Linked DNA regions of Mus musculus: regions 1, 3, 4, 5, 6 and 7 are each linked to region 2. Evidence: chromatin contacts called from public ChIA-PET and promoter capture Hi-C data. All regions are on one chromosome and are shown on one strand. Each heading gives the region's core, a stretch centred on a gene start, on an enhancer-like site or on the middle of the called end of the contact. The rest is flanking DNA. Distances are from core to core; before and after follow the strand shown.

Evidence for each region. Promoter capture Hi-C pulls out the DNA fragments that hold promoters and counts their contacts. ChIA-PET counts read pairs in DNA pulled down with a chosen protein or histone mark. Capture Hi-C pulls out chosen DNA fragments and counts their contacts.
Region 1: a contact with region 2 is called in a promoter capture Hi-C map of cranial neural crest. The contact joins the enhancer-like site here to the promoter of Sim2 in region 2. A contact is called at or near these places in 4 of 39 promoter capture datasets (cranial neural crest, embryonic stem cells, maxillary cranial neural crest and 1 more), 2 of 484 Hi-C or Micro-C datasets (embryonic fibroblasts and nephron progenitors), 8 of 115 datasets of contacts at active chromatin or transcription factors (the HPC-7 cell line, bone marrow-derived macrophages, craniofacial prominence and 4 more) and 3 of 9 other capture datasets (adipose tissue, liver and pancreatic islet).
Region 3: a promoter capture Hi-C map of embryonic stem cells shows a contact between it and region 2, with 32 read pairs. The contact joins the enhancer-like site here to the promoter of Sim2 in region 2. A contact is called at or near these places in 1 of 39 promoter capture datasets (embryonic stem cells), 10 of 484 Hi-C or Micro-C datasets (B cells, Th2 cells, embryonic stem cells and 1 more) and 12 of 115 datasets of contacts at active chromatin or transcription factors (craniofacial prominence, embryonic hindbrain, embryonic midbrain and 4 more).
Region 4: an RNA polymerase II ChIA-PET map of memory CD8 T cells shows a contact between it and region 2, with 9 read pairs. The contact joins the promoter of Chaf1b here to the promoter of Sim2 in region 2. A contact is called at or near these places in 3 of 39 promoter capture datasets (cranial neural crest, liver and stem cell-derived epiblast-like cells), 3 of 115 datasets of contacts at active chromatin or transcription factors (craniofacial prominence, embryonic stem cells and memory CD8 T cells) and 2 of 9 other capture datasets (adipose tissue and liver).
Region 5: a promoter capture Hi-C map of adipose tissue shows a contact between it and region 2. The contact joins the promoter of Hlcs here to the promoter of Sim2 in region 2. A contact is called at or near these places in 1 of 39 promoter capture datasets (embryonic stem cells), 4 of 115 datasets of contacts at active chromatin or transcription factors (embryonic forebrain, embryonic midbrain, embryonic stem cells and 1 more) and 2 of 9 other capture datasets (adipose tissue and liver).
Region 6: an RNA polymerase II ChIA-PET map of memory CD8 T cells shows a contact between it and region 2, with 32 read pairs. The contact joins the enhancer-like site here to the promoter of Sim2 in region 2. A contact is called at or near these places in 6 of 39 promoter capture datasets (the 3T3-L1 cell line, cranial neural crest, embryonic stem cells and 3 more), 16 of 484 Hi-C or Micro-C datasets (CD8 T cells, cortical neurons, embryonic stem cells and 5 more), 24 of 115 datasets of contacts at active chromatin or transcription factors (CD8 T cells, the HPC-7 cell line, acute myeloid leukemia and 14 more) and 3 of 9 other capture datasets (adipose tissue, liver and pancreatic islet).
Region 7: a contact with region 2 is called in a promoter capture Hi-C map of embryonic stem cells, with 14 read pairs. The contact joins the promoter of Ripply3 here to the promoter of Sim2 in region 2. A contact is called at or near these places in 18 of 39 promoter capture datasets (the 3T3-L1 cell line, cranial neural crest, embryonic stem cells and 7 more), 1 of 15 datasets of contacts at CTCF or cohesin (embryonic stem cells), 28 of 484 Hi-C or Micro-C datasets (Th1 cells, differentiating embryonic stem cells, embryonic stem cells and 2 more), 18 of 115 datasets of contacts at active chromatin or transcription factors (embryonic stem cells, epiblast stem cells, large pre-B cells and 3 more) and 2 of 9 other capture datasets (adipose tissue and liver).

The regions. Positions count from the first base shown.
Region 1 is chr16:94,215,202-94,217,901 of GRCm38.p6, forward strand. The region is part of intron 6 of Hlcs (holocarboxylase synthetase (biotin- [propriony-Coenzyme A-carboxylase (ATP-hydrolysing)] ligase)); the gene reads right to left. Among named protein-coding and RNA genes, the nearest start is that of Hlcs, 74 kb to the right of the region's middle. Within about 2 kb of position 1,435, at least 9 of the 459 cell types and tissues checked have an H3K27ac peak or open chromatin away from gene starts, as enhancers often do.
Region 2 is chr16:94,083,829-94,086,528 of GRCm38.p6, forward strand. It overlaps Sim2 (single-minded family bHLH transcription factor 2), which reads left to right and starts at 1,432. Exons shown (of 11, transcript NM_011377.2): 1 at 1,432-2,162. The coding sequence starts at 1,988. It overlaps Gm31175 (a long non-coding RNA gene), which reads right to left and starts at 1,316. Exons shown (of 6, transcript XR_876272.2): 1 at 1,196-1,316.
Region 3 is chr16:93,916,823-93,919,522 of GRCm38.p6, forward strand. It overlaps Cldn14 (claudin 14), which reads right to left. Exons shown (of 2, transcript NM_001165925.1): 2 at 2,209-2,700. The coding sequence ends at 2,415. Among named protein-coding and RNA genes, the nearest start is that of Gm31012, 11 kb to the right of the region's middle. Within about 2 kb of position 1,304, at least 87 of the 459 cell types and tissues checked have an H3K27ac peak or open chromatin away from gene starts, as enhancers often do. A contact at or near this core is called in Th2 cells, embryonic stem cells and memory CD8 T cells, where this site is marked.
Region 4 is chr16:93,882,629-93,885,328 of GRCm38.p6, forward strand. It overlaps Chaf1b (chromatin assembly factor 1, subunit B (p60)), which reads left to right and starts at 1,273. Exons shown (of 14, transcript NM_028083.4): 1 at 1,273-1,347; 2 at 1,838-1,993. The coding sequence starts at 1,868.
Region 5 is chr16:94,288,864-94,291,563 of GRCm38.p6, forward strand. It overlaps Hlcs (holocarboxylase synthetase (biotin- [propriony-Coenzyme A-carboxylase (ATP-hydrolysing)] ligase)), which reads right to left and starts at 1,428. Exons shown (of 11, transcript NM_001360045.1): 1 at 1,200-1,428. The coding sequence starts at 1,394.
Region 6 is chr16:94,236,300-94,238,999 of GRCm38.p6, forward strand. All of the region lies in intron 5 of Hlcs (holocarboxylase synthetase (biotin- [propriony-Coenzyme A-carboxylase (ATP-hydrolysing)] ligase)), which reads right to left. Among named protein-coding and RNA genes, the nearest start is that of Hlcs, 53 kb to the right of the region's middle. Within about 2 kb of position 1,347, at least 51 of the 459 cell types and tissues checked have an H3K27ac peak or open chromatin away from gene starts, as enhancers often do. A contact at or near this core is called in cortical neurons, group 2 innate lymphoid cells, memory CD8 T cells and 2 more, where this site is marked.
Region 7 is chr16:94,327,145-94,329,844 of GRCm38.p6, forward strand. It overlaps Ripply3 (ripply transcriptional repressor 3), which reads left to right and starts at 1,278. Exons shown (of 4, transcript NM_133229.2): 1 at 1,278-1,453; 2 at 2,202-2,277. The coding sequence starts at 1,353.

The sequences.
Region 1 (2,700 bases), core at 185-2,684, 130 kb after region 2:
ACAGGATGTGGGGTGGGGGACCAGCTATGTGGCTTCACCCCAAAAACAGGGATAAGTGGGCTGACTCTCTCCCAGATGCAGTATCTTCCAATGAAGTCAGGACACTGTAGTCAGGATGTGAGCTCAGGGAGAACAATTATAACTGCTTGCTTTCTTTCTCTCTCTCTTTTCTAGAAGATATGCTTATTTTATGTATGTGAGTACACTGTAGCTGTCTTCACACACACACACACACACACACACACCCCAGAAGAAAGCATTGGCTCCCATTACAGATGGTTGTGAGCCATCAGGGAGTTGTTGGGAATTGAATTCAGGACCTCTGGAAGAGCAGCCAGTGCTCTCAATATCTGAGCCATCTCTCCAGCCAGCCAGCCTTCCTTCCTTCTTCCTTCCTTTCTTCCTTTCTTTCTTCTTTAATGGGTTAACTCATTAAAAAAGAAAGATGATTTATTTTAGGTGAATCTTCTCTCAGCCGTGCCATGACAGAAAGATTTCTGGGCCAGCGAGATAGCTCCATGGGTAAAATGTGGTCACCTGAGTTTGAATCACTGGAAGCCACATAAAGCTAGAAGGAGAGACCCAGTTTACAAAACCCTCTCACCTTCACACACGTAGCGTGGCATGAACCCCCACCCTACCCACACAATAACAACAATGTTAAAAAGGAGATTTTTAACAAACCCAACTTCAAACCCAACTTCAGTCCTCAGATGACCCCTACACCCTGCATTTTGCATTTTGAATTTCGGGAAGTCCCATGAGACACTGACCGGGTGATGCAGATGACGCGGGAGAGGAGCCGTTCCATCAGTTACCTCTCACAGTTCCCTTCCTCACAAGACTTGGTCTGCGGAGCTTCGCAGTGTAAGAAGCCCCTCTCAGCCCCCATACCGCCGCTCCAGCAATCCTCCAGCTTAATTGCACGAGCATGTCTAATGTTGTGTGTATAGCAAGTGTGTTCAAACCCGACCCTCAGACTTTTGGACCCACCTGAGAGTCCCACACAAGCCTCCTCGCCCTCGGAATGCTGAACAGAAAGACCTAAGCTGTTGCTGCTTCAGACTCTCTGGGGGACAGAGCAGGCAAAGGAACCGGAGAAAACTGCATCTGAAACAGCACCCTGGGGCCCTAGTTACAGTGCCCCCGGACTGCAAAGAATCCGAAAAGTTGTTTTATCACGACTTTAAAATTAACTCCACACCAGAGCATGTGTGTTTTTACTTAGGGGCCGTCAGAAATTGATACTGAAGGACTGTCAGCAGGAGGCCGGGCTGCTTTGGCTTCTGGCTCCAGCACTACTGGTAGGAGCAGGGCCTGCTGCCCTGGTAAGGAGCTCCCTGCAGAAGGATCACCGCCCTCAACCAAGCTTACTTTCTTGCTACCACAGAAAGTTGTGGAGAGGCAGTCAGGGCCACATCTGGACGCAGAAAGAACTCACCCAACAGGCCAGGTGGGTCCTGTCACCTCCTGGCTGCCATTACTAAGTTACAAGTCTTCACTCCTGTGCACTCTCACTCTGTGTGTGTGTGTGTGTGTGTGTGTGTGTGTGTGTGTGTTCACCAGTGTGAGAATGCATAACATGAACAGGCCATGTGGATGTCCAGTGTCTTCCTCAATGGCTCTCTGCTGTGTTGTGTTCCGTTTGTATTTTCACCTGGGGCTCATGGATTTGGCTAGCCAGGCCGCCCAGCAAGCCCCAGGGATCCTCCTGTCTCTGCCTCCCCAGGTCATCTGGTTTTCACACAGGGGCTTGCCCCCAACTCACACAGCAAGTGCTGCGTTACCCACTGGGCCATCTATTGATCTCCTTTCTCACACCTAATGCATGGTGCTTCCACTGTTAATTTAGAAACAACGTGAACAGGAAGGGTTGGCTTCTGTCTGCCCTTCTGTCCTCAGACACTGCCTTCACTCATGTCAGAGGCGGGAAGATTTTCTGAGGCCGAGGAATCCCCTTCACAAGGGTCAGGAGACGCAGAGGAACTGGCTTTAACATATGTCACAGGAGGGAAGTTACCTCAAGGGCCATCTCCTGGTCCTTCAACCCAGCTGTTGGGAGAAGTCAAGGCTAGGTCAGAGCGCACCTGGCCTCCTGGGTCTGCGTGACAGTTTGAAGCTCAAGGGCAGAAAGGCCGGGGGAAAGCATGCGGGAGGAGGGCAGCTTGGCACCAACCCTTGCTCGGGGCCACACCCACTTCCCCCAGAGGCTCTTCTGGGGGATTATGGGATAAAATTACATCAGAATATACATTAATGGGAATATTTTCAATAATGAGAACACTGCTAATTGTATCTTTTCTTTTTTTTAACACGGGGTAGAATACTTTATGGTGACCCTGAGAGCAGCCAGGTGCCCGGCGGGGAGCCTCATATTCTGCACACACTTGTAAAGGCCGTGACAGGAGGCTGCGTGGTATGAGGTGTGAGAAATGAAAACTTTATGTGCATACAAATTTAGATTTTTAAAATATTTTCACTAGGGGCATAAATAACGAGAAATTAGACCCCTGGGTTTTCAGAGGGTGAGAATACAGACTGAGGTTTTTGTTTTAAATTTGAGTACTTGGGGGCACCTAAGACCTGAGGAAGTCACCGAGAGCAACACCTCAGCTCGACTTTGTGCTTTTCATGGAACTTACAGTTTTCTTCAAGGAAGGACGGGAGGTTGAACACACATGAGAGAGAGAGAGGGAGGGA
Region 2 (2,700 bases), core at 182-2,681:
TTTTTAATTAAGGCGCGAAGGGCCGGGGTTTGTGAACCGCCCGAAGCCCCACGACAGTCTACAACTCCTCGAAGGCCTTCGAACTTCGGGTTTTCAAATGGGGACCCAGAAAAGACAGAAGAATCTGCTTCACGCGAGTGGTTAGGAGGCCCAGCTCCCCCGGCGCGGGTGGGGAAGTCTGCAGGACCAGGAGCTGGTCGGCCTGCAAGCTTTTCTCGGGCTTGGAAGAGGACTGGAGGGAGAGGAATGGAGCAGTGGCCAGGATATGGAAATCCCGTGTCGGGCACTGGGTTTCCAAGGTCAGACTCTCTGCATCCTATAACTTTACAGCCACCAAGCGAGCCACGGGGTCCACGACGACAAAAAGAACTGCGCTGAGACCTCTCTGCGTCTCTGTCTGGGATCCAAGACGCCTGGGAAATGGCATCTGACCCGCGTCGGAAGATTTAGGCTCCAAAGAGGAGTGTGGATGGGTTCGGGCGACCGCGACCGCCTGAGCGCCCGAGGGGACTGTAGTGCCGGCATCTATCCGGGCCTCAGCAGCAGGGAAGACACAAGATTATTTAACCTAGTGTGGCGCAGTGGGAGAATGCTTGCACTCAGTGACTGAATCTCCCTTCGCCAGCTACCTCTGCTCCACTTCTGAGGGTCGCATCAGCGTTCCCGGTTACCAAGGCTCTATTATTGTCGACCTGAAGCTTTGGCCCAAAGTCGATTGCCCTGTTGCCGCTAGCGCCCCTTGGGTTCAGCGCTCCCGCGTGCCCTCTGGCCCACCCCGTGTTCTCTCTCTCTCTCTCTCTCTCTCTCTCTCTCTCTCTCTCTCTCTCTCTCTCTCCCTCTCTCTCTCTCTCTCTCCTGGAAGGCGTCGTGCACGCGTGCGTGTGGATGAGTGGAGGGGAAAGGAGTAATTTTTCCTCGGGCCACCCCTTTAGACTCGCGGATCGGCCACCCAAGGAAGGTGCAAGTGTGAGACCAGGATTGCCACCCCGTCGCCGGGCACTTAGCCAGCTGTTAGCGCCGCCTTTTCTGGGCCGCGCCCGCGGGTGACCTGCCCGGAGCCTCCGTGGAAACCAGCACTGCAGCCCTCCCTCCTTCCTTCTTTACCGCGTCGGCCGCTCATCCTCGATCCCAGGCCCTGACACTCAACCTCGGAGCGGGTAGGCGCGACGCTTCTCGTGCACTCACCACGGCTTACCTTACCCCGGGAGCGCGCCGGTCTCTCGTGGGGACAGTCCCTGGAGGTGGCGACGCGGAGGCGCGCCGGCGACTCACGGGCCGCGGCGGGGGTCGGAGGCGAGGCTCACCGCCCCCGCCACGGCCCCTCCCCTCCCCCCTCCCGCGGTCCCGCGCAGCCCAGTCTCCGCCCGAAGGCGGGTCTGCCATAAACAAACGCAGCTCGGTCACACGTGGACCGCGGAGCAACTGCGCCCCGCCACCGATCGCGGGCTCCGGACGACCGGACTAAGGAAGCCGGAACCGCCGGGGAGGGCAGGAAAGCGCACCGAGCTCAGGCTTGGCACTGGCCACTGCCACCTCGCTCCGCTCCCGCCCCATGGCTCCGCGGCGGCCGCCGCCGCTGCCGCCCTTGCCTTCCGAGGGCCCTCGCGGCAGCGGGTACAAGCCCTCCTTTAAGGACTAAACAGGGTCGGCGCCTGCTCGCCCGCCAACCACAGCCCCAGGAAGGTCGAGGCGGGAGATACTGGAGACCAGAAGGAAGAGCGAGCTGGGATCAGGTCCACACGGGACGGTCCAGCCTCCAGCCTCAGACAGAGAGGGGGGCTGCGCAGCTGGTTTGCGACGGACTCAGGGCTGGCGCCTTGCAGAAGACGTTGGGTGCTCCAGGCCGGTCTCCCGCACCTGCCCGAGCCCGGCACCCCGACTCACCTGACCCCTGGCGTCCCTGTCCCCATTCCGGCTGCCGCAGCCCAAGCGGGACTCCGCGGGCCTGGAGCGCAGCGAGGTCTAATATGCCCAGAGCCGAGGCGCGATGAAGGAGAAGTCCAAAAATGCGGCCAAAACCAGGAGGGAGAAGGAAAATGGCGAGTTTTACGAGCTGGCCAAGCTGCTCCCGCTGCCTTCGGCCATCACCTCGCAGCTGGACAAAGCGTCCATCATCCGACTCACCACCAGCTACCTGAAGATGCGCGCGGTCTTCCCGGAAGGTGAGGCTGCAGGTGGGCGTCCGAGGCGCGGGGGAGCTGAGCGGCCGGCTGCAGAAAGGAGGCTTCCGTGCGCGGAGAAGCCCGCGCGGCCTCCTGGCTACCGTGGCCGCGTCTGGGGAGGCCGCGCCGGGGCTTCGGCCCAGGCCTAAGCTAAGGCTGAGGGACAATCCAATCACGTATAAGCTCTGGGCAGAGTCGGGAAAACCAAGCGTTATTCCTGGGTTAGTGTTTGCCAAGCTGACACAGGCAGGCTAGTTCGTTCCGGTTGTTCTTTCCCCCTTTCCTTTCTTTCCTGGCCCTCTCCTCCTCTCCTTTCACTGGCTTCTCTTTCTTTCCTTCCTTCCATACCAGTCCATGCTGGTCTTCTCTCTCTCTCTCTCTCTCTCTCTCTCTCTCTCTCTCTCTCTCTCTCTCTCCCTCTTTCTCTTTCTTTCTCTCTCTCTATCTCTCCTTCTTCTTCTTCTTCTTCTTCTTCTTCTTCTTCTTCTTCTTCTTCTCCTTCTCCTTCTCCTTCTCCTTCTCCTTCTCCTTCTCCTTC
Region 3 (2,700 bases), core at 54-2,553, 170 kb before region 2:
AGGAAACAGAGAGATTCCTCAGATCAAGTCCCCCACCCCAAGCTTCCTAAGAGTCCCGAGAGCCCTGTGATGTCAGGGCAAAGCATGACACTAGAGGCTGTGACAGTGAACTTTGTCAACTACTCTAGAACAATGGTTCTCACCCTTGGGTCAAGATGCCTTGGTGGGCCAGATATCAGATATCCAGCATATCAAATATTTACATTACAATTCATAATAGAAGCAAAATCACAGCTATGAAGTAGCAACAAAATAATTTATGGTTGGGGTCGCCACAGCATGAGGAACTGTATTAAAGGGTCGTAGCATTGGGACGGTTAAGAACCAAGGCTCGGGCTGGAGAGATGACTCAGCAGTTAAGAGCACTGACTGCTCTTCCAGAGGTCCTGAGTTCAAATCCCAGCAACCACATGGTGGCTCACAACCATCTGTAATGGGATCTGAGGCCTTCTTCTGGTGCGTCTGAAGACAGCTACAGTGTACTCACTCATATACATAAAATAAATAAATAAATTTTAAAAAAGAAAAGAAAAACAGAACCACGGCTCTAGAATCGTCTAGCAGATTAATTACCGGGCACATCTGTGAGGATGATTTGAGGTTGGTAAACTGAGGAAGGATGGAAGAGCCGCACAAACTGTGGGTAGCACGGTTCTGTGGGCTAGGGTGCAGGGCTGACGGCAGGGAGAAAGCTGGCTGAGAACCCGGGTCCATCTTTTACTGCTTCCTGACTGGATTCGACATGTCCATGCTCACAGTCCTGATGCTGCGCTGGACTGAGCCCTCAGACTGTAGCCAAAATAGGCCCTCCTTCCCTTGAGTCGCATCTTAACAGGTGAGGTGTGTTGGTTAGCACAGACTGGCCTTGAACTGGCTGTGTAGCCAAGGATGGCTTTGAACTTCCGACCTTCTGATCTCCACTTCCCAATTTCTTCGCTAACAGGTGTGCCTCTCCACGCCTGGCTTTATGTGGGGCTGGGGCTCTAACCCAGCGCTGGGTAAGCACTCACCGATTGAACTTTGCCCCAGTCACTGACAGGTGGCTGTAATTAGGATCATAACTAATACAGGGTTATGACATCATTGACGCCTGTGTAGGTCTAGGGCTTGGGCTGTGACCCTTTCTCCACATTCCGTTTGGATATTCAGTTTTACCCTTTGTGATCATGGGCCAGGGTCTCCCCAGGCTGAGCCACTGAGCCTCACCCTGCCCCACTGCAACTCTCGTGCTGGGGACTCTCACGCTCAGCCCTTGAGTGGGTGTGTCCTCCCCACTCAAAGCCTTTGGCAGAGGCCAGGGCAGAGAAAGGATGTGAGCACAGCTCTAGATTCCCTGGGGTAGGGTGTGGGAGGGAGGTTCAGGGAGACAGCAGACAGCTTTCTGGTCATGTGGTTGGAACCAGGAAGGACACTGGGGTCCTCACAACTTTCTAGGATTTTCTTTTTCTAGGTAAAGGAGCTCCCTAGAACCTGTTGTCACGGCAGCTAGGACTTAGAAAAAGAGGGTAACATTTACAGCTAAGCCCTGGGGGCCAAGCACTCCTGACTGAACTTCGTGCCAACGCACAGAAAGCAGAGGTACCAGAACCTCTTCCGCTTCTCTTTGTAACTTATTAAAGGAAGAACTGTTGAGCCAGCAAGACTCTTATCTGATAAGAGAGGCTTTGGGCAAGCCTATGACCTGAATGGTGTGATCCCAGGTTCTGCCACAAGGTGGCAGTAGAGTAAGACTCTGGGGAACTGTCCTTCACTCTCTACGCTGCCCCCCTTCCCCTTTCTCTCACACACAAGTGCGGGCGCGCGCACGCGCGCGCACACACACACACACACACACACACACACACACACACACACACACTACACAGTGGGAACCGTTTTCAGGTAGACAGCAACACTCGCTTAACTTTCTGCTGTGTGGTGTCCTTTGAGGCTTGCTTCTAGATTTACAGGGGCCTCTGTGACTTCCTGGGGGCACAGCAGTCAGCTTTCTAGATTTTCCCATCATGCACTAGTGGATGCTAGTGATTCAGTGTCAAGGTCAGGGCTCCTGGTCCTTAGTTTGGCTGCATAACCAGGATACTCCAAATCCCCAGGACTCAGATGAGGCTTTCCACACCTTGAAGATGCAGCAGGAGCTACTGCTGCCCGCCTCACAGACCACCTCCACGCGGCTTGTTCCCGTGAGACAAACCAACCCGATGGATGGGCCACGCTTCCAAGACACTCTTTATTGAGCTCTTATTAAGCCACCCGCATAAATACATATAATAAATAAAAAACCAGCACTTTTTAGAAGTCTTTGCTTTGAAGAGCACCTCCTTCCCTGTGTTCCGGGCTTGCTCTCTGCATCCTTCCCACATCCATCATTGGTCCTTTGGGGCCCAGCATCCCTGGCAGAAGCCCGGGGAAGGAACTCACACGTAGTCATTCAGCCTGTACCCACTGTGCGCGGCTGAGGTCACCGAGGGGGCACGGTTGTCCTTGTAGGCCGCTGGTGGGCGGTAGGCAGGGGCGGTAGCCGTGGTGGTAGCTCCGGCCCTGGACTGGGGCGGGTAGGGTCTGTAGGGGGCCTCGTCCTGGCAGGATAAGCAGAGCAGGGTGCCCCCGATGAGAGACAGGGATGAGGAGATGAAGCCCAGGTACAGGGCCTGGCCGATTTCAAACTTCATGCCACTGGGCAGCAGCGGGTTATAAAAATTC
Region 4 (2,700 bases), core at 23-2,522, 200 kb before region 2:
GGAACTGTGTCATGATCCACCATGTGGGTTCTGGAAACTGAACCCAGGGCCTTGACCAAAGCAGCCAGTGCTCTTACATGCTGAGTCCTCTCCAGCTCTTGAGATCATTTCTTTATAAAAACCCAACTTTCGCCGGGCAGTGGTGGTGTATGGCTTTAATCTCAACACTTGAGAGGCAGAGACAGGTGAATTTCTGAGTTCGAGGCCAGCCTGGTCTACAGAATGAGTTTCAGGACAGCCAGGGCTGTACAGAGAAACCCTGTCTTGGAAAAAAAAAAAAACAAAAACAAAAACAAAAACAAAAAAAACCTTAACTTTCATATGCTGGCCTGTAAGAAGTCAAAACCATAGGAGACAAGAATCTTTAAAAAATATGTGACATTATTGAGAAGGTCATGGTGGATAAATTAACCATTACATAATTGGAATGGAAGTTCCTACACATTCATGAGGCTGGCCTCAATCTTGCTGTGTAGTTAAGGTTGACCTTGAACTCCTGATCATCTTCCCATTTCCACCTTCAGAGTGTTGGGATTACCATCATAACAACCATTCTAGGCGTCTGTCACATCGCTAAGAGAGGGCGAAGGCATTGCTGTTTTATTGACATTTTGAAACTCCAGAGCCATTTTGAGATATTTGGTGGGGCAGGACAGCTCTCAAATATCCACTGCCTGGGACACTCTTATTTGGTTATATTAGATGAGTCCCAAAGTTTCCCATCTGCCCTATAAGAAATGTTATATATTTTTTGTTTAGTCTTTAGTTCAGGCTGGCCTGGAACTCTCTGTAGCTGAGGATAACCTTCCTCTTAGGGTCCTCTGGAGTGCTGAGATCACCGGCAGGGGCTGGTGACAGAACCGCTGCTGTTGGCTAAGCGTGCAATCAGCTGCCTGCGTCTCTAGTCCCGCTTTTCTTTCTAGACCGTAAATTCCAGGCGGGAAGATCTGTCCGATGAGCATGTGACACTGACGCGTGGTAGGTAGGACGTCTTGCATCTCGGGTTAGCACGTCAAAGCTGGACGAGCCTGGACTCCTCCGAGGCGCGGGAATGGGATTCCCAGTCCCGCCCAACAGGAGCCACGAGCCGCGACAGCCCCGCCCACGAGAAAGAAAAGAGCCCAGAGCTCCGCCCACCGGAAGCCAAGGTGCCGGGAGATTGCTGGCCACTGGGAGGAGGGATGCCCTGGACCCTCCCATTCAGAGACTTTGTCTTGTGACAGCCCCGCCCACGCGGAGGCGGGACGCCCCGGAACTCCGCCCCGAGGAGGCGTGACCGGAGGCGTGGCCTGCGGCGCGCGGGAAGCTGCGGGCTGTGGCGGCCCCGGGTGGACCGAGTTACTGCAGGTAGGTTTGCTGATACCCGGCTTCCGCGCTTCTGACCTGGGTTGGGCTGCAGCTCCTCACCGGGGCCGTGAGTTCTGATCTCAGCGCGGGCGCAGGCAGAAGGCAGTTCGTCCCAGACCACAGTCCCCACCGGGACCGGGACTCGCGCGCCTTCCGCCAGGCCGGGTTGGGCCGCCCGGACCCGCGCCCCTCCCCGTGAACTCCCTCCCTTGCTGCTCCCCGGGATGATAGCCAGTACTCCGGTACCGGTCTCTGGGACCCCACCTCAACACGATGCTCTGTGCTGCCCGTCCTCGCCTCCGTCTGGGGTGTTTGGTTTCTTTCTCTTCCGGAACCGTACACTGGTGGAAGTCTCTCTACCTGCGGGAGCATTTTAGCTGAAGATTGCAGGTGTCTGAGCCGTCGGCGTCGCTAATGGCTTCTGTGCTCTTTCCCCGGCTCGCCCTTCATGTTCCAGGGTCGCTGTTTAACTCTTTGCTAACGTTTCCAGCCTCCCTTTGCCTGGCGGAAACTCTGGAGGATGAAAGTGATCACGTGTGAAATCGCCTGGCACAACAAGGAGCCAGTGTACAGCCTGGACTTCCAGCATGGGGCAACCTGGAAGATCCACAGGCTGGCATCCGCGGGGGTGGACACCGCCGTCAGGGTAAATGGACAGGCGGGAGGATACGGGGAGGTTCTACGCGGAGCTCACGTTTTCATTCCTTTGTTTAAAACTGAAGGCAGCAACTCAAGTCGGGTTGCCACCTAGTCCAGTGTACTAAGTTCTGAGGCCTGGGGAAAGCAAGGAATGCTGAGAAGATTAGCTTTCTTAACATTTGCTACATTGTTTTTGTTTGTTTTGTTTGTTGTTTCAAGACAGGGTTTCTCTGTGTAGCCCTGGCTGTCCTAGAACTCTGTAGACCAGGCTGACCTCGAACCCTCTGACTCCCAAGTGCTGGGAATAAAGGCGTGGGCCACCACGGCCCGGCTATTTGCTACATTGTTACAAGTGGGTTCTCAGTATTTTAGAATACTAAACTAGGAAGAGCTCTGTGGTGCCAGGCATGTATCCCCAATACCCATACGGTACAGATCTGAAGTTTGAGATTCTCAACAGTAGTGAGTTTGAGTCCAGCCTGGGCTAGGTGAGACCTTGTCTCAAAATAGTAATACTGAGCCTAGCTCCTGTGCTCTGTGCTTTGCCCATTTGCTCTAAAGAACTGGAAGAGGGGAATAGCAGGTAAGGGGACTGATGGTGTGCATTTCTGCTAATACTTCCTTTGATTTACAAAGTTTCAAAAAAGAAATTGCATTTTCTGCCAGAAGATAAGTTGTTGTCTCCTGGAAGGGAGTTAGGAGGTGGCTAGTGTG
Region 5 (2,700 bases), core at 178-2,677, 210 kb after region 2:
CACAGATACCCATAAGGCTGTGCCCTACTTGGGGTTCTGAAGCAGGGAAGAGCCAAGTAACTGAGTTAGCATAGTTAGAAAACCAAGGTCATGAACATGTTCAAAGTATCGAAGAAATTATCTTTGGCAAATTCTCTACTCTGATATAAACCTCAAAGACTTTGTTTTAAATAAAGGCTTTGTTTTAAATAATCAGCTTAGAGACTGCCACAGTGGAAAAGTCCACCATTGGTGATTATTCTTTGTGATGTCTCTTAAATGGTTTAAGAGAACTGAGCCCAGATATTCTAAGAGGGGCAGATCTGTGTGCACTGCACCTTCCTTGCGCCAGGTGGTACTAGTCATGTCTATTCCTACAGCTGTAAGCTTGGGAAGCCTGAGAGATCTCGGTGTGTAATTCACACTGTATTCTTCTTTAGATTCATTTAATTTTATGTGTACAGCTGTCCCGCCCCCACGTGTGTACGTGCGCCATCTGCATTCCTTGGACTCTCTGGAACTGGAGTCACAGATGGTTAGGAGCCACCATGTGGGGACTTGGAACTAACTAGACATGGATGCTCTGCAAGAGCAACAAGTGTCCTTAACCACTGAACCATCCTCAATCCCCACACGGTGTTTCTTAGAGTGCTTTCTTTGTTAGTTCCCTAGAAGCACGATTCCATCCTCATTACTAAGCAGCTTGACAAAAATATTCACCCTGAAGTAAGATTATGATTCTCGTATCGGTGTTAGGGTTTGACATCTACGGGGGAAAAAAAACTCTCAGTTTAGTGCTGAAAGTGAGGCAGATTTCCAGAAGGAAGCGGAAAGGGCAGAGACGGCTGAAAAGCAAAACACTGAATGGTGTTCACGGAAACAAGTGTGTCCAGAAGTGTATGGTAGGAAGTGCACTGTGAAGTCAGGTCCCTTGCCTGCAGCCGACCTGTGCAAACGGCCAGAGTGCCCCCTTCCCAGTGAGGGGCAGCGGCCATCACCCTCCGACAGGACCAGAAGCTAGCCCACGGGAACACTAGGTGCCACGAGGGATGTCCGGGATGTGCCTGCTGCAGCTGCAGGACCGGAGACACCAGGGAGGGGCAGCTGGCCCGCGGCCCACAGGTCACAGCAGGGCTTCCCGGGCTCCCGTGCACGCGTGGGCTGTGCGAGCCGAGCTGCAGCCGAGCCCCGTCCACGCGGCGACCCCGCCCGCCGCCCACCTGGCTCTCGCCGACGCAGAAGACGCGGCCGCCCTGGCTCAGGCACACGCGCGCGTCCCTGGGCTGCGCGGCCGCGCGGCAGAAGGTGAAGGAGCAGCGCGAAGCACGCAGCCGCCGCACCGTGGACAGCACCAGCGCGGCCGGCCGGCGCCCCCAGCGCGCCCACAGGTACAGGTAGCACAGCGTGATGAGCATGGCCGGCGCCCGCGCCCGGCTCGCGCCAGGCCCCGCCCCGGCCGGAAGCGAGGCTTCGGGAGTGTGGAGTGCGCGTGCGCTGCAGGAGGGGGGCTGAGGGCGGAGCGGGTGTGCGGGGCAAGGAAGGATGCAGGAGAGGGATGCGCTAGAGGTGGAAGGATGCAGCAGGCTGGGTAGCATCTGGGGGCGCCAGGACCATGGAGAGGGTGCCTCGGGTAAAGAGAGGCTACAGGAATGGAAAGGGCAGGCAGGACTGAAGATGGCATTGGAAGAGAGGTCACTGTCTGGTCTCAGGAGGCTGGCTTTTCCAAGAGGGGCTGGGGGAAAGGTGAGCCAGGAGATTGAAGGTGTGCTCTGGAGATGGAGAGACCTGGGCTGCAGAACTAGAGTGAACTGGGGAGGTGAGAGGGGCTGTGCTAGGGACATACAGGGACAGGGGCAGAGTAGTGAGGGGCTGGGAAAGTATTGGGGGGGAGGGAGCAGAGAGGGTGAGGGAGGTGGATAGCCTGATCAAGTCAAAGTTCAGCCTCCATTCCTTGAGGGTGGGGATGAGTGAGGCACTGGGCCTAAGTTTATATCAACAGCCAGTATTTGCGAACTATCAACACATTACAAATCAGAGAACTGACAAGACTGACGGCCTCTACCCGACCCAGTTGGTAAATCAGGTGAAGCTGTTTTATTAGATCATGCTAAACCTTCAAAAAGTGCTATTGGGTAAATTACATGGATTCATATGAAGAACACACACACACACAAAAAAAAAAAAAAAAAAAAAAAAAAAAAAAAAAACCCGAGGTATTCCCACTACATGTCTGTTACCGGTTTAACTGTGGGCATCCTGAGCCCAGTGGAAGGAGGGAACATCAGTTATGATTCCCAGAGGGCCTGTCCCAGGGGAAGCAAAATTCTCCCAGCAATTAAAAACAGCAGCTTTCTTCCCCAGAGCCTCCCATCCACAATAACTCTGAACAAACAATTTGTAGTTGCTTGCTGCCCTGACCCTTGCTCCCGAACTGCAAACAAGCAGCATAATGTGTTAACAACAGTCAGGTACACTGGCCATGGATCTGCTCATCTCAAATGGCCACTCACTCTGCAGTGGTGGCGCATGCCTTTAGTTCCAGCGCTTGGGAGGCAGAGGCAAGCTAATCTCTGTGTTCGAGGCCAGACTGGTCTATAGAGTGAGTTCCAGGACAGCTGGGGCTACACAAAGAAACTGTGTCTGGAAAAGAAAAAAGAAGTCCACTCACAGAACCTCAGCCTTGTGGTCAGATGGTGTAGCAACAACAGATTTAGCAGGAGG
Region 6 (2,700 bases), core at 97-2,596, 150 kb after region 2:
ACACATGCACCTGAACATGCGCAAACATGCACACACATAGTAAGCTAAACATGTACAACAGGATCCCATTTAGGCAACAGTTCAGAGAGGCCAGGCTGACGTCCATAGTGGTAGAGGGCAGAAGTGTGTGTGTGTGTATGTGTGTGTGTGTGTGTGTGTGTGTGTGTAGGGGGGGTGATGTGAGGCTGGGCTCTGAGATGAGAGCTCAGGAGGACCCACAGAGCCCAGAACAGGGAAACACAACCTTTCATCAAACTGCACACCAGAGCAGGTGTATTATCTTGAGTACAAATCATACCTAAATAAAATTAATTAAAAAAAATCAAATGGCCATAATCTTAAAGTCACGCAGAAACAAGACCCCAATATTAGTGTTCAAAAGCACACCGTGGGGGCTTTTGCTTGCACTTAGTGTGAGCACTCAGAGCGGCAGTCTGGTAAACACAGTAACTTGAGTGCCGCTAAGATGGGGACCTGATGCTAACTGTCCCTCTAGAGCCACCTCCCCTCCCAAAACCCGCTGTCCATCTGACAAATCAACGTTGGATTAAAAGTATTATTACCGTCTGCGATTGTGTTCTGAAGTTTCACTTCCCAATCTATAAGGCTTTTTATCTCAGAGACACATTTGGCTCATGATAAATAGATTAGTCCTGCTTCGGTCACAACATCGGCAGTTGCTAGGCAACCAGAAGCGGGCAAATCAGAAAATGAGTCATCAAAGACAAGGCACGCAAGCCCTTTTTATGGGTGTCTGGTTCTTAAATACCTCAGGGAACAGGAGCAAATGTATGTCTACCTTCGTGGAATGTATGGGAAAAAACCCAATTCTTCCTCCTCTTTTTAAAATCTACTCAATTAAAAAAAATGTAAAATGTTTAAGCTTTAAGTCCATCTCGCTGACCTATGACCCCAGCCCCAATAAAAATGTACAGAGCACCTACACAGCAATGTCACAGTGACACCTGTATGAGATGACCCAGCCCTGCAGGAAGCCCTAATCCAGGCAGCCGAGCGAGCATGAAGTGTGCTGTCCAGCTCGCTGGCTGTGCCAGTGTGAAGAGTTCTGTTTTCCCAGGAAAGCGACTCTTTGACTACTTGAATATCACCATGCTCCTTCCTTCCTTCCTTCCTTCCTTCCTTCCTTCCTTCCTTCCTTCCTTCCTTCCCAGTCGTATCCCTTCCCACCCAACCTTGCAGGATGTACTGAAGCTCCTAAGTCATTCCTTAGGAAATCCTGAGGAAGTGAAAAGGCAGACAAGCAAAAACGTGAGCACAGGCGTGAGCACAGGCTAGGGGACGTGAGCACAGGCTAGGCACAGGCTAGGGGACGTGAGCACAGGCTAGGCACAGGCTAGGGGACATGAGCACAGGCTAGGCACAGGCTAGGGCGTCCTGGAAGGACGTGCACAGGCTCTTGGTGGCTGAGCTTCAGGAAGATGTAGCCTCTGAGCTAATATGAGAGAGAAGACCCTCTTGGACACAGGTTGGGATTTTTAACTTTCTCACCCAGCAGTGGTGGTGCACACCTTTAATCCCAGCACTCTGGAGGCTGAGGCAGGCAGATCTATCTGTGAGATCGAGGCCAGACTACAGAGTGAGTTCCATGACAGCCAGGGCTGCAAAGAGAAACCCTGTCTTGAAAACACACAACCAAAACAAACAACACACAAAAAAATTTCACTTTCTCCCTTCCTGGAATCTGGAGCATCCAAACTCTGGGAAAAGTGACGGGAATTTTCACAGCAACGGAAGGCAGTGACTAAGACAGAGCACTCCTGTAGCATGGTCCCTCCAGACAGCAGGCCAGCAAAGGGGCTCCCGGTGGCAAGAAAACCTCACTATATCCTGCTACACAGCACAGTCCCTTTGACAGCTCCTAACCAATCACTGACTGGGAAAGAAGCAAGACCCAGAGAAGGACACACGAGTGTCCAACCAGGGACTACCTGACCACAGCAGAGCCTGCCACCAAGGGCAGCTTTAGAAGCTGAGTCTGAGGAGTTCCATTTTGCCGGCCTGTGGTGGATTCCATGTAAATTGGAGGCTAATAAACCAACTGTGCGTTCTATGGGAGGAAACCGCCCAGTTTCTCCTATTATTAGTACTTTAAACACTGCATAGCCACTGGTAATCACACACAGCCCGGTATCCACCACACCGCACAGGGCTGTCAAAGGATAGCACTAAGGATATCTTCTGCCTGGGTCAGAACTCCACTGGGATTCTGCTCACAGCACTCTCCAGGTGAAATCTGACCCCAAGCCGAGCAAGGTTCGGCAATGTGTGAGAAACATCTGCAAACACCTGTGCGACTCCTCCCCTGACAGTCCCCAAGCCAGCTGCTGCTGTCCCAGCCACACGGGCCATGTCTGATACCTGCAGACTCTTCCCTTACAGGGAGGACTCGGTTTCCCAGACCCGGTTCCCGAGGTGCTGCCTCGGCTCAGGAGCTCAGTCACCAACCCCCACACAACCGGGAAGACTCTCACCAAGGGACAAAGCGAACCTGGAGAAGTCTGCTTTGACCCTCCCATGTGGGTAAATCACCCCAACACGGTGGTGCCGCACAGCACACCTTTGATCCGATCTCCAGTCAACAAAGTAAGTTGCAGTCTGGCCAGAGCTATGTGGCAAGAACCTGTCTCTGAAAAACAAAGACAGAATTGGGGTGCATCGCCCCAAACTTCTTGCTTCTTT
Region 7 (2,700 bases), core at 28-2,527, 240 kb after region 2:
ATAGTGTTCAGGACTCCGTAGAGTTCCTGGATTTCAGACACAGGACTAGGAGAGAAAAGAGACCTGCACAAATTTATTTATTTATTTATTTAAGTTTCTGAGACAGGGTTTCTCTGTGCATCCTTAGACTGTCCTGGAACTCACTCTGTAGACCAGGCTGGCCTTGAACTCACAGAGATCCCCTTGCCTCTGCCTCCTGAGTGATGGCTCAACATGAGTGTGTTTTTATCAGCTATATAACATACCCCCATCCTTTACATACTATTGGGAACACTTGGCTGTCACTAGATACCTTTTCATTCTTTGGGCTCACAGATACACGTTATCAAAGTTCTTTAAAAGGCACCCACATCTAGGTGTTTTTTTATTAAAACAACAAGAAACCACTGACACCTTAACTGTGTTCGTGAGTTCACATTGTTTGCTCACTCCCAGCTTCCTGCTTTATATTCAGGGCTTTTAATACTGTAAATAAAATTTGTAAATACTCCCTCTTTCCTATTTGCCCTTAATTGGTGTTAAATATTCCCCAGATCTTAAATAAACCATTCGAAAACATTTTATTCCCCACCCCTCTCGGTTTTTAAAACCCGAGTCACTTAATTTAAATGACACAGACCAAGCTACAGTGTTCACATGCAGTCACCTGGCACTGGAGAACAGGTTATTGGGCAAAGGGGTACCCGGGGTCCTGACTGGTGACCCCTAACAGGAAGCACCCCTCCCCCATCTTAAGGCTTTCGTCGGTGCGGAGGTTGCGCCTAAACCCTCGCCTGGCTTCGTAAACCCAGCTGTCACCCACTCGTGGAGCTGTCCTGACCCTCGGTGTAGCGAGGACTCTGTGCCCCACACTCACCACCTCTCACAGTGCTGAAAGGGAAACTCTGGGAGAACTGGGGTGCGGGGTGGGGCTTCATGCTTTTAGGGATCAGAGCCCCGAGGGCAGCGGCCCCAGGAGTTGCTCAGCAGTGGGGAAAATTGTTCCCCGGGACGCGCAGCCGCCACCCGTCATCTCGGAGGCCCTGTAGGCCGTCTGTCCCGCCCTGCGCTTCCCGCTCCGCCAGTGACCCTCCTGGTTTTCTTTTGTCCTTTCTCCACTCTGGACACACACCCCTCCCCGCCGTCCCGACCCTGCTCTCTTCCTTGAGCCTTTCTGGTCTCCACCCTCTGCTTCCTCCGTCCCTTCCCGAGGTCCCTTGCCCTCCCCCTCCCCACGGGGCGCAGTTTCCCCGAGTCCCCTCCCCGCCCCGCCCCAGTTTTTAAACCTGGCGCCGAGTGAGCGGGTAGGTGAGCGCGTTCAGCCAGGGGGACCAGGCGCCGTCGGGCTGAGAGATTCGCGCGACACCCGCACCATGAGACCGGAGGCGGCCGGAGTCCGGGAGGCGCGGGGACGCCTCTGCCACTGTCCGGGGGATGATCCCGGGAGGCTACCGCTGCCACGCGGGCCCGAAAGGTGAGGGTGTCCTGTGGCCCCGGTGGAGGTGCACCCAGACACTGAGCTCCTTAACCTGAGATCGACTACTGCAAACTCCTGTCTGAAGTGCAGGGACCCCGCGGATATCTGGCAAGGAAATGGGCAACACTTGCGTGTATTGAGGATCTGAAATTGATCCAGCTGGAAAATACTGAAGGCTGGGGGCCCCATAAGAAATTTATAAAAGGATCCTGCGGTCTATCACAAAGTGACAGTCTCCTGCCCTACGCTGGGGATCGGTGTTTGCCCATCCAGGGACATCGCTATCTTTAAAGCTGTGAAGTTTAAGGAAATCAGATTAGCTGGGTAGGTAGGAAGCGGAGCAGTTTGGCGATGCAGAAACGCCTTTGGCATAGTAGTCTAAGGAGTCTCCAGCAGCAGAGGTGGTGTACTTGAAACCAACCATCTGTATTAGAAAAATTTGAGGTATCAATGAGAGATTTGCTAGGAGAAAAAATAATCTCCACTCACACGCGCCCTAATAATAGGTTAGATTTGGGGCTTCCCATCTCAGAGTGTACTAGGAAGCAGAGCCCGGAGAATTCTTCAGGAGGCAGGAACAGGTAAAGTACTGACTGGCCCATCGGCAGACAGACCTTAAGGGATCATGGTGTGTGCAGGGACTCTTTGTCAAACAGACACTATGGTATCAACCTCATAGTAACCTTTGGGGGGGCGGGGCGGCAGAAACGCCAGGAGTTCAGTCTCTCCTGGTGCTTGTTTCCAGTTCCATTCCAGCCCCGTGGAGACCGTGGATGTCGCCTCCCCCCGGAGATGCTGAACTGACCAGAACTGAACGTCCGGTAAGCTAAATGTGACTGTTGTAGGCAATAGTCAATCCAGAAAGCGGCACCACGTCTATAATAACTTTGAAAACAAAACCAAAACCCGGGGGAAGGACTCCTCTCTCGTGCTTAGCTTGGCCTAACCCACAAGTAAGTTCCTGAAGGTCTGGTGGGTAGAGCCCAGAGTGAACGGAGGTGCTAATGGGCCCACTGGGCTCGCGATTGCTCCTCCGTCCTTGAAAAGCAAACAGCTGAGGACATGGGCTTTGCATGGTAATTACATGCAGCGGTGGGAGAGGAGGGTTCTTCTATAAACCAGAGCATGGGGGAGGGAGGGGCAAAGCCCAGCCCCCTTAGAGAAAAGCTGATTATGTACCACACTGCAAAGCAGGCAGACCTCCATCCACCTCAGGTGCCCAGACAGTGCAGTTAAAAGCTCCC